Regions from separate parts of the Sus scrofa genome. Here all the other regions are linked to region 2. Evidence: chromatin contacts called from public Hi-C and promoter capture Hi-C data. All regions are on one chromosome and are shown on one strand. Each heading gives the region's core, a stretch centred on a gene start, on an enhancer-like site or on the middle of the called end of the contact. The rest is flanking DNA. Distances are from core to core; before and after follow the strand shown. Region 1 has its middle 20 kb from the start of AMIGO1. Region 2 overlaps CELSR2 (cadherin EGF LAG seven-pass G-type receptor 2). Region 3 holds the start of TMEM167B (protein kish-B).

Evidence for each region. Promoter capture Hi-C pulls out the DNA fragments that hold promoters and counts their contacts. Hi-C and Micro-C count contacts between places; a contact is called where the count stands out from the background.
Region 1: a Hi-C map of epiblast stem cells shows a contact between it and region 2, with 2.6 times the contacts expected there. The contact joins two enhancer-like sites. A contact is called at or near these places in 1 of 5 promoter capture datasets (fetal liver) and 10 of 47 Hi-C or Micro-C datasets (embryonic fibroblasts, epiblast stem cells, liver and 4 more).
Region 3: a contact with region 2 is called in a promoter capture Hi-C map of liver, with 4 times the contacts expected there. The contact joins the promoter of TMEM167B here to the enhancer-like site in region 2. A contact is called at or near these places in 1 of 5 promoter capture datasets (liver), 11 of 47 Hi-C or Micro-C datasets (alveolar macrophages, embryonic fibroblasts, epiblast stem cells and 6 more) and 1 of 2 datasets of contacts at active chromatin or transcription factors (skeletal muscle).

The regions. Positions count from the first base shown.
Region 1 is chr4:110,598,499-110,601,464 of Sscrofa11.1, forward strand. No RefSeq gene overlaps it. Among named protein-coding and RNA genes, the nearest start is that of AMIGO1, 20 kb to the right of the region's middle. Within about 2 kb of position 1,308, at least 33 of the 83 cell types and tissues checked have an H3K27ac peak or open chromatin away from gene starts, as enhancers often do. A contact at or near this core is called in epiblast stem cells, liver, retroperitoneal adipose tissue and 1 more, where this site is marked.
Region 2 is chr4:110,837,239-110,840,457 of Sscrofa11.1, forward strand. All of the region lies in intron 1 of CELSR2 (cadherin EGF LAG seven-pass G-type receptor 2), which reads right to left. Among named protein-coding and RNA genes, the nearest start is that of CELSR2, 6.5 kb to the right of the region's middle. Within about 2 kb of position 1,898, at least 22 of the 83 cell types and tissues checked have an H3K27ac peak or open chromatin away from gene starts, as enhancers often do. A contact at or near this core is called in epiblast stem cells, liver, retroperitoneal adipose tissue and 1 more, where this site is marked.
Region 3 is chr4:110,970,042-110,973,121 of Sscrofa11.1, forward strand. It overlaps TMEM167B (protein kish-B), which reads right to left and starts at 1,468. Exons shown (of 3, transcript XM_001926138.5): 1 at 1,335-1,468. The coding sequence starts at 1,344.

The sequences.
Region 1 (2,966 bases), core at 58-2,557, 240 kb before region 2:
TGGGACTGACGCCCACTGCCCAGGGTGGCAGACCCAGGCAGAGAGAGGGATGTGACAGACGCTGGGGTGCGGAGCTTCACGTGCAGGCCAGGTCCCCCTCACCAGTCTGGCCACCCCCACGGACACGCTTGTGGGGTCCGTACTTCTGCCGCCAGAGAAGGCGCTCTGGGTCAGGAGACTCCCCAGGGCCACTCGGCGGCCCCCCCTCCTCCAGGGCACAGATGCGTGGGCCCAGGTGGCTGCCAGCAGACGGCAGCTGGGGACGGGAGTGGAAGTGGTGCCCTCAGGAAACAGGCCACACTCTCACCCCAGCCAGCTCCACGGCCTAATTAGAGACCGGAACGGGCATTGATCGTCCCTGAGCTCATTATGTCACAGCTGGGGAACAGCTGGCCAGTTTTTTCCAGGCCATTAGCTGCGCCATGAAGTGGAGAGAGGGAGGGGGCGTGTGAGCAGGATCAATACCCCGTCTGTCTGCAGAGGAAGCGCCTAGGGGCTGCCTCCTTCTGTGCTCAGGGCCACGCTTCCCTCCCTGCTGCCGGCCTGGAGCCCAGCTCCTCGGAATTCACACACAAAAGCCGCCTGCCTGGAGACTGGAGAGGCAGGCTTTGACTCTGACTTCTGGGCTGGCCCTGATCTGGCCGCGGGGGGCGGGGGTGCCTGAGTCTTCTCTCTCCAGGGATTAGAAGGGCAGGAAAGAGGTTCAGGTCACCCATGTGGGTCTCCGAAGGGACCTTAAAAGTCCGGCTCCTCCCATATCCACAGCAAGATGACACCTAAGGCGGCTGTTTCTGCTGCCCCCAGCCCAAGGCCCACCTCTCTGTGTCCCAGGGGGCTCGGTGGCTCAGTGGGTTTGGTTTCCTGTGGGCCGGGTGCTGGCAGGGGGGTGTTCTGACCTCTGGGAAGGGTGGGCCGTGGAAGGAGGGAGGGAAGAAATGGTAGTTTTTCTCCCCCTCCCGGGCCCCCAGGAAGAACACCGCTCTCGGGGCCTGACCCAGGAGGCCCACAGTCAGAGGGGAGTTCGGCTTTATTTCATGAACTGGCCTTTCACTTACTGAGCAAGGAAGTGTCTAGACCTCCAAAGTACCCCTAGGCCACACTGGTTGGTTTACAGAGAGAGAAAGCAAACTCTCAAAAGCCTTGAGCTCTCTATGCCTGGCTGACTGTTATTCGGCTTTGCTTTAGTTCTCTCGGTTCCTTTCCTGTTTGTTCTAAGGCAGCCCTGGGGTCTCTCAGTTCACATGTCCTCAGGCCACCAGTTGAGTTGTGGGAACCGCTGGGCTCCACCCCCACCCGACGCCACGCCCCACCCCCAGCACCAGCACAGGTCCAGCTACTGGCTTTCCAGGTTGTTTCCCTGCTCTGCTGAACAGGCCAGTTGGTGCAGTGGCCTCTGCTCCCCAGATGGCCTGCTGTTACCTCTGTTTCCAGAATCAGCAGTGAATTGAGCCTGGGAGTCACAAGGCCTGCGTTCCGGACTTGAGTTCTTCTAGGCTCAGCTCCAGCCCTAAAGAGCCGGCAGGCTGGTTGAACTACAAGAGCATAAAGGGCAGAGGGCCTGGAAAATGTGTGTCTCTGGTGATGGGTGAGGAAACCGTGCCCCCAGGGATCAGAAGCAATTTGCTCAAGGACACCCAGCTGGGGAGAGCAGATTTGAGAGCCGGTTTGCTAACTCCCCGGTGGTCAGTGCTGGTTCTACTCAGGCCCCAACCCCACCCATCCACCCCCAGCCTGGCCCTGGCCCCAGGGCCTTGGCTGTAAGTTCCCAAACTACTGATTAAAATCAGATGGATCACCCTTGACCCATCCGGTATGTCCCAGCAAATCCAACAAATGAATCCCTAACAAATCCAAAGTGCACTTGCTTCCTGAGGCCTCCCAGAACCAATCAGAATGTGCGGTGGTCACCACGGCTCCCAGAAGCAGCTCCCTCTCCCCTGAGCCTCCATCAGGTTGGGAGCAGCTGCTATCAAGGGATCCGATAGAGCGGAGACCAGCTGGGCTCTGCTGTGTCTGACGTTGATCCATCTGTCTGTCTGTCTGTCTGTCTGTCTGGGACCAAGAGGTGCTGAGGGCAGGGGGAGTGTGGTGATGACCTGGCTTTGCTGACCTTCCTCCAGCCTGATTCCCAGGGAGGAGTGAACTGAAAGAAGGGAACCGAAGATAGTCCTCCTCCTTCTGCTGGCGTTATGAGGGAAAGAATGTCCACATAGACTCGAAGAGGACACGGCAACTGGCCTCAGAGTCAGAGCAGGCCCGTGAATGAGTTCCTGGGACCAGCAGGATGGCCTCCTCCTCAATGGCTTCTTTGATTCCAGAACAGGGAGTGACAGCAGGGGCCAAGATGCTGAACCTGCGTGGTTCTAGCTGGAACAAGAGGTAGGGGGTGCCCACACCACCTGGAGAGGGAACCCCAGCACAGGGGATCTTGTGACTGGCTCTCTGAGAAGCCCAGGAATCAGCCCAGAAAGAGAGCACAAGATGTACCAATGCCAAACCACCTCTCTTCAGGGTGTCCGAGCCGAGGAGAGCCGTTGTTAGGGTCCTGGCTGGGTGTCCCCTCGATGCCATTTATCCGCCCTGTGGACTGGGCCAGGTCCTGGTCTCTCTGATCCTTAGGCCTTCCTGATCTGTGACGAGGGGCAGGGAGCAATTTTTGCTTCACAGGCTGCTGCAGCTTTAAGTGCACAGAGGGCAAGGTCCGGGAGAGGCTTGCAGAGCGTGTAAAGCAAGAACAGTCATTATCCCCACGGCTGTCAGCTCTGCTGCAGTGTGTGTGGCGTTAGGACCCAGATTCCTAAGTTGCCAGGGAATGGTTTGTATCTCAACATTGTGCAGGAGTGTCAGAAGCAAAGGGCTTTTCCTTCTAGAAGGGACTCCCCAGGCCCCACCAGCAGATGTCTATGAATCTGTAACAGCATTCGTTAGTCCCCACAGGGTCCCTCTGCTCGCAGAGAAGGTGCCTA
Region 2 (3,219 bases), core at 648-3,147:
GTGCTCCCAAGACGCCACCAATCTCCCGTTGTGCCACAGCGGGAACTTCTGGGCACATCTATTTTTTTTTGCATATGGAGGTTCCCAGGCTAGGGTTCCAGTCGGAGCTGTAGCTACCGGCCTTTGCTACAGTCACAGCAACACCACACTTCACGGCAATGCCAGATCCTTAACCCACCGACCAAGGTCAGGGATCGCACCTGCATCCTCATGGATGCTAGTCGGGTTTATTAACTGTTGAGCTATGATGGGAACTCCCTGGGCACATCTTTTAAGTCTATGCACCTTTTCCTGCCCAAGCCACAGGTTCTACTTCATTATACCATTCTTGGCAAATTTCCCTACACAAGAGTCCCATTTTGCCTGTTTCTTACCTCTCTGTAGGGGCCAGAGCATGAGAGATCCACAAACATAATCTTCCCGCTCCCTCAGCCTCTGTATCTCAGCTACCACAACCCTGACCCTGGCCGTGTTCCCCTTTCCCCCACTGCGGCAGAGTGGGGGGTGAACTGGGTCACTGGGCCACCCAGTCCTCCTCCCACTGAGTCCCATGGCTGCTTGGGCACAGGCCCGCTATCCCCATGGCAACGCCCCACACAAAGCATTCTTCCCGCCCAACTCTGGGCTGCTGAGGGTAGCCGGGGGGCCCCACCCCAGGAAATCCAGCTGAGCCACCTTACCGGTGGAAGCACCACCCACTGCCCTGCTGCTGCGGGGTCCGAGGGACCAGAGATGGAAGGGCCTGGGCAGCTCTCCATCCTGCTGCCCAGACAGAGCCCCACAGGGCTGACCCCTCCTCCAGCCCTAGGCCCTCCAGCTCCTCATCGCCCACTTGGCTCGCCAAATTACAGCCTGGCACACCCTCAGGCCACACACTCACTTATGAACAGCTAAGTATGCACTCGCCGGTGTCTCACTCCACCCACACACCCTAAGCCCAGAAATACCATGTACACCTGAATGCGCAAATACATGGCAATGGATTTTACTCAGCTGAAAATGAAAACTAGAGGCCAAGGGAAGAGGGAAAAGGCTCGGCAGGGCTACAAGGGACACTCATTTTTTATTTACTACAGTGTCCTACACATAGTAGGTTTTCAGTCAATACTAAGATGTTCATGAGAATCTGTTTGGTCTCCATAATGAAAAAATGAGCTTCACAAACAGCAGGAGGAGCCTAAGCAGCTATGAAAAAGAACACCCTGGCAGGAATGGGGCAGGAGTTGGTGTTTCTGGGGTGGGATGGGAGTAGGAGAGGGATCTAGGAATAGATTCTGCGTCTTTGTCACATCTCCTGGAGGCGTCGACGGCACTGGTGTCTCAGTTGAGCCTGGGAAAGCCGAAGCCCAACACCTGTCCCAGCCATGACCGCGGCCCACCGCGCACCTGCCCTCCAGCCTCATGGTCTGAGAACGCCGAGGCCCGCCTGCTCCCAGCAGCAAGCCTGTTTTGTCGTCACCCACTTCTGCTCCTCCTTCTCTCGACTTGCAGATACCCAGATACCGCACAGGCTGTTCCTTCCTACCTGGCCTCTCCAGACACCGGCCCATAGTCCTAGTTTTCTAACCTGCCCTAAACTCACCTTTTCCAGGAAGCCCCCCCAGATTGATGACCTCAGGCTCTCCTTTTCTCCCTTCTTCAGACCCCCCTTGCACTGAGGTATGGAGCTGGCACAGGACTCCTGTTTACCTGGTGCCCAGCCAATCCTGAGTGTGATAGTCCCTCCGGGTAGAAAGCGGCCTAAGCGTCCACACAGAGTACTCCTAACTGATTGGGGAGGGGAGGCGGCAGTCAAGGCCAACGAGCCACGGAAACCTCATCACCCCTCAGCCCTGGGAACAAGCACTCCTCCCCACGTCCCTCCTCTGCTGTCTCAGGCCCCGCCTATGCCCCTCGCCCAGTGTCTCTGTTGCTTCCCATCTGTCCACCATCTGTGGCCACCTGCCCCTCTGCTATTGTCCCCCCTCCCAGCAGTCAACTCACTGCCCTCTCCTGCCTCTTTGTTCCTCTCCCCTGCCTTGACCTGGGTCACCCCTCAGGTGCAAAGAAGATGGTGGGAACAGGGGTGGGGGGTGCATTGCGTGAGCCATCCTCCTGGACAGAAAAAAGGCTGGGGTGGGCCCTGACCCCAGGAAACACCGTCTGTGCCCAGAGCCCAGCCAGCCACACCTGGAAAAGTTCCACATCCCAGACTGTGGCAGAATCGGATTCCAAGCCTCCCTTCCCCTGGCAGATGTGCCAGTGGAAGTTGTAGGCCTGGAGGGGGTCTGCCACTCCCGGGGCTGACCATGCCATGGACAGGAGCTCCTGCGTGTCTTAGCAGAGGAAGAAAAGGCAGGGGGAACTCAGGCTTCAGGAGAGCCATGCAGCCCAGGCTGGGGCAGCTGCAGCCGCTGCAAACAAGAGAGGGGGAAATCAGAGAGGCATAAGCACAGAGACCAAACAGGGGAAGACAAAGGCCCAGGAAAAGAGCCAGCAGTGGAGAAAGTGGGAAAGGAGGAGAGAGTCACACAGGAGATGGGGAGAGGGCAGTGGAGGGGGCCCAGCAGAAGGGCCCCGGGGGCAGAGGCGGGAAAGAAAGAAGAGACAAAGAACAAGAGAAGGAAAACAAAGGGGCAGTGGGAGTCGATCCCTCTCACCCCAACCTCCCTGAACTTTGGGGTTGCCGTGGTGACTGCCTCCAAGGGTCAGGGCCGAGGGGAGAGGGTGGGGCTAGGGCCGGAGGGCCAGCCAAGGCTGCGCCCTCTATTCTGGGGGGCTGCGGTCTGGGGCTTTGCCCGGTAGAGACACGAAGGCGGGGGCAGGGGGGGCCTCCTCTGCCCCATCCCTCGGCATCCTGCGCACTCACTGAGTGGACTGGGGGGTGGACAGGAGGGAGAGGCCACGGCCCTCCACCGCTTCCCACTGGCTCCCAGCACAGAGAAGGACACGAGACAGGGGAGCTCCAGCTCCCACTTCCTCCTCCTGGAGGAGAACTGAAGCTTCCAGAGGCACAGAGCCTTCTCTGCGACCTCTAAACGCTCATGTGCCTTGGCTGTGATGGCCACCTGAGGAGTGCGGCAGGGGAGCATCAGTCCAGAAAGGGCCACAAGTAGGGGCGCTGAAGCCACGCCCTGTGTCCCGCCTGCCTCTCACTCCCGGCCTGGACTCCCTGCACTGGAAGTGAGGCCCGCCAGGCTCCTTTCCTTCCCCCTTCCCTGATGTGTCTGGAGTGGGGGT
Region 3 (3,080 bases), core at 218-2,717, 130 kb after region 2:
TGTAAACCAAAACAGATCCTTTAACCTGCTGCAGCAGGCTGGGGATTGAACCTGCACCTACACAGTGACCTGAGCTGCTGCAATCGGGTTCTTAACCCATGCACCACAGTGGGAACTCCCCAAGCTGTTTCTTATTAACACAATGAATCACCTAAGTGCAAAAAAATAAATAAATAAATAAAGGGTGATGGGTCATGAACATTTATTCAATAATTACTGTGTTCCAACTGCTCTCTTATTTCTCAGTTTAGATGATTTCTTCCTCTGGGTGATATCCCTTCCTGTACTGTGCCTAATAACCTCGGACCTCTGACTGCTCCTGAAGCTCCAAAAGGATATTTTACAAAACCAGCATCTGCCAGTTCTGGGCCACCAGTGTACCGCCCTCTCTCCTTCCAGTAAAACTACCCCACAGCCAAATTAAAACAAGCGTCCAGTAAATTAAAACATACACTAAGTTTTTATGCTGAACAATATTTTACTTGCTAGTCTTTTTCTACCATAAATTCTGACAGGTAAAGCCAAAAGCCACAAGGACGGGAAATGTGAACCCTCAGTACCAGGTTTATGGAGAAGTACTTTTGAGAGATGCTCTCCTATGCGCCTCAAATTATACTGCCTAAGAAGCCTTCTCATCTTTCTTGTTAAGGTTGATGCTAAAGACTGCAAAGGCTTTGTTTCTTGCCCTTCCCTGGAATTCGGTAATCATGTCCATAAAGTGTTTGAAGACACCTGAAAAATTAGGTCAGACAAACAGGGTAGCAACTGCCACATCATTTAGAAGAGGCAGTGTCTAAATGCAAACCCTGCAACACTAACCATGGTCTCCAGATGGGATCGTCCAGGCAGGACTTTAGAATCAAATAAGAGAAAACTTTAAAGCATTTTTGCAAAACAAGTAGAACTTTTTTTTGAGTCTACATTCACTGCCCCCCCAAATGTGGAGCCAAAAATCCTCTGATTTTTTTGTCCTCCCTAGGAGCTTACTATCCAAAAGTATGAGAACGCAGAGGGCTGTGAGAAGGATCTGTTTTTCACTGGTGCTAAAGCGACATTAAGGGCCAGAACGAACTTCTAGAAAGGGGACAAGGGAAAGCACAGGGTAGGGGCCAAGGACTCGGGGAGGGGGCACATGAAGCACTGAGGGTTCCAGATGGGCACAGGGCGGAGGAACCCGCAGAGGGGTTGAGGGAACAGGAGTTACGGCCCCAAGAGAACAAGGGGGGACTGGGCTGGGAGGGGGCGGGGAGAGCGGCCACGTCAGTCCCGGCTCCGCCCGCCACGTTTCCTCTCGCTCTGCTCTCTCCTCCGCCGCTCTGGGCATTGGTTCTCACCGTTCGTCATGGCGGCTGGGCCGGGGCCTGGGTATGGCGTCCCGGGATCGGCGGTGGTAGCGGCGAAGGCGGGGGAACCCCAGCTCCCGCTTGACACTTCCCGATCAGGGCCGCAGCGATCAGGGCAGGAGTCAGAGTACGCAGGCGCAAGGGCAGAGAGGGGAGCGCCGAACGCAATCAGGGGTGGATAGTCGATTGCCGAGCTAGGGAACCTGCGTGGGAGGAATTGCGCTAATATGTGTGGTTTAGAAAAACGCTATCCCGCAGGGTTCCTCCGTGGCCATGGTAACCAAGTCTCTTCTGAGCGCCCCTGAAGAGTTAGTGTTGGGGCGTAACCTGTCCTGCTAGCGTCGTGGTTGAAAAAGGTAAAGGCTTCAGTTTTGCCCTTTATTTTGCGCTTTGGTAGCTGCAGTGTCTGCGTGTGTGCGTTTGGTGTGTCTGTAAGCGGCTGCCCGCCTGCAACGGAGAGGTGCCGCCTGCAACGGAGAGGTCTCCGTCTCAAGCTTCCATTTAAAAGAAGCCGCGCTTGCTGCGTCTCTCCTTACTCCTTAAACAAATCTGGAGAGTGAGGTTGCGTTTGGACTTTCAGTTAGGAACCTTATAACGCTAAAACTCTACATTGTTGGGAAACGTTTAGATAATTGCCTGTTTGCATCAATTTTTCTTTAAACTATCAGGATAGTCTCAATTATCTCTTGTATTTAGTTATGCAGGGGTCACCTCAACTTCTTTAACCGGGAAATGGAGATATTGGGACAGCTCTTCTCACAGCATTTTAACAACCTGACCAAATACACCGTCAGTTTAATGTTAGCGCGGGGTTGAGGAGACGAAGCCACAGGTCCCATTTTGAACAGCGAAATCCTTAATTACACACAACGCGACCTGCCTTTATTAGAGTCGGGGCGAAAGTGCGACTGAGTTGTTGGGAGCTGAAGGTTAGTTAAGGTTAGTAATCCGCAGATGTCTACATCCTAAAGGGATTCTTTGTCCTTCCTCCTGCAGAGCCACCTGCTGGCTGCGGCCTGCTTGGTTTTGAGGAAGAAAAGCTATCAAAGCCTCCTAGGAGTTGGAGTGGAAAAGCAAGCCAAAAAGTCTGATTAGGACAGACTCCTTATGAAAATACACATAAATGCAAATGAACTTATTTACAAAACAGAAATAGACCCACGGGCATAGAAAACATGGTTACCAAAGGGGAAAGAGAGGGAGGGATAAATTAGAATTTATAATTTGTAAATTATCTTTTAATCAGTTAACTCTTTTTCAAAATATCATTCCTCTTGCCCCCTTTTCCGTTCTACATCCATCACCTTTGTGATTTTGCCATTTCAGTCACTGTTTTTTCTTTTTTTTTTTTTTTCTGGCCACACCTGCCTTGTCCTCCAAGGGTATGGAAGATCCCAGGCTAGAAGTTTTTAAGCATCAATTAAATCCTCACAGCAGTGAGAACGTGCATTTGTATAACATTTTGACATTTTCAAAGCAAACACACCTTGTCATCGTACCTGAAGTAATCGTCACAACTGCCTCATCACCTCTATTTTAGAGATAATCTAAGGTTTAGAGTAAGGACTATCCAGTATCGACAGTCTTCTGGTCTTCTGAACTCAGAACTAGAAAATTTTAGTCCACACCATGACTGCTATTTACTTTAACACAACCGCTGCCTGCTGAGTATATGTCTAACTCCTTGCCTGCTATACAAGGCCTTCCAGCAGCATTTTCTATTGTTCCTATATGTGG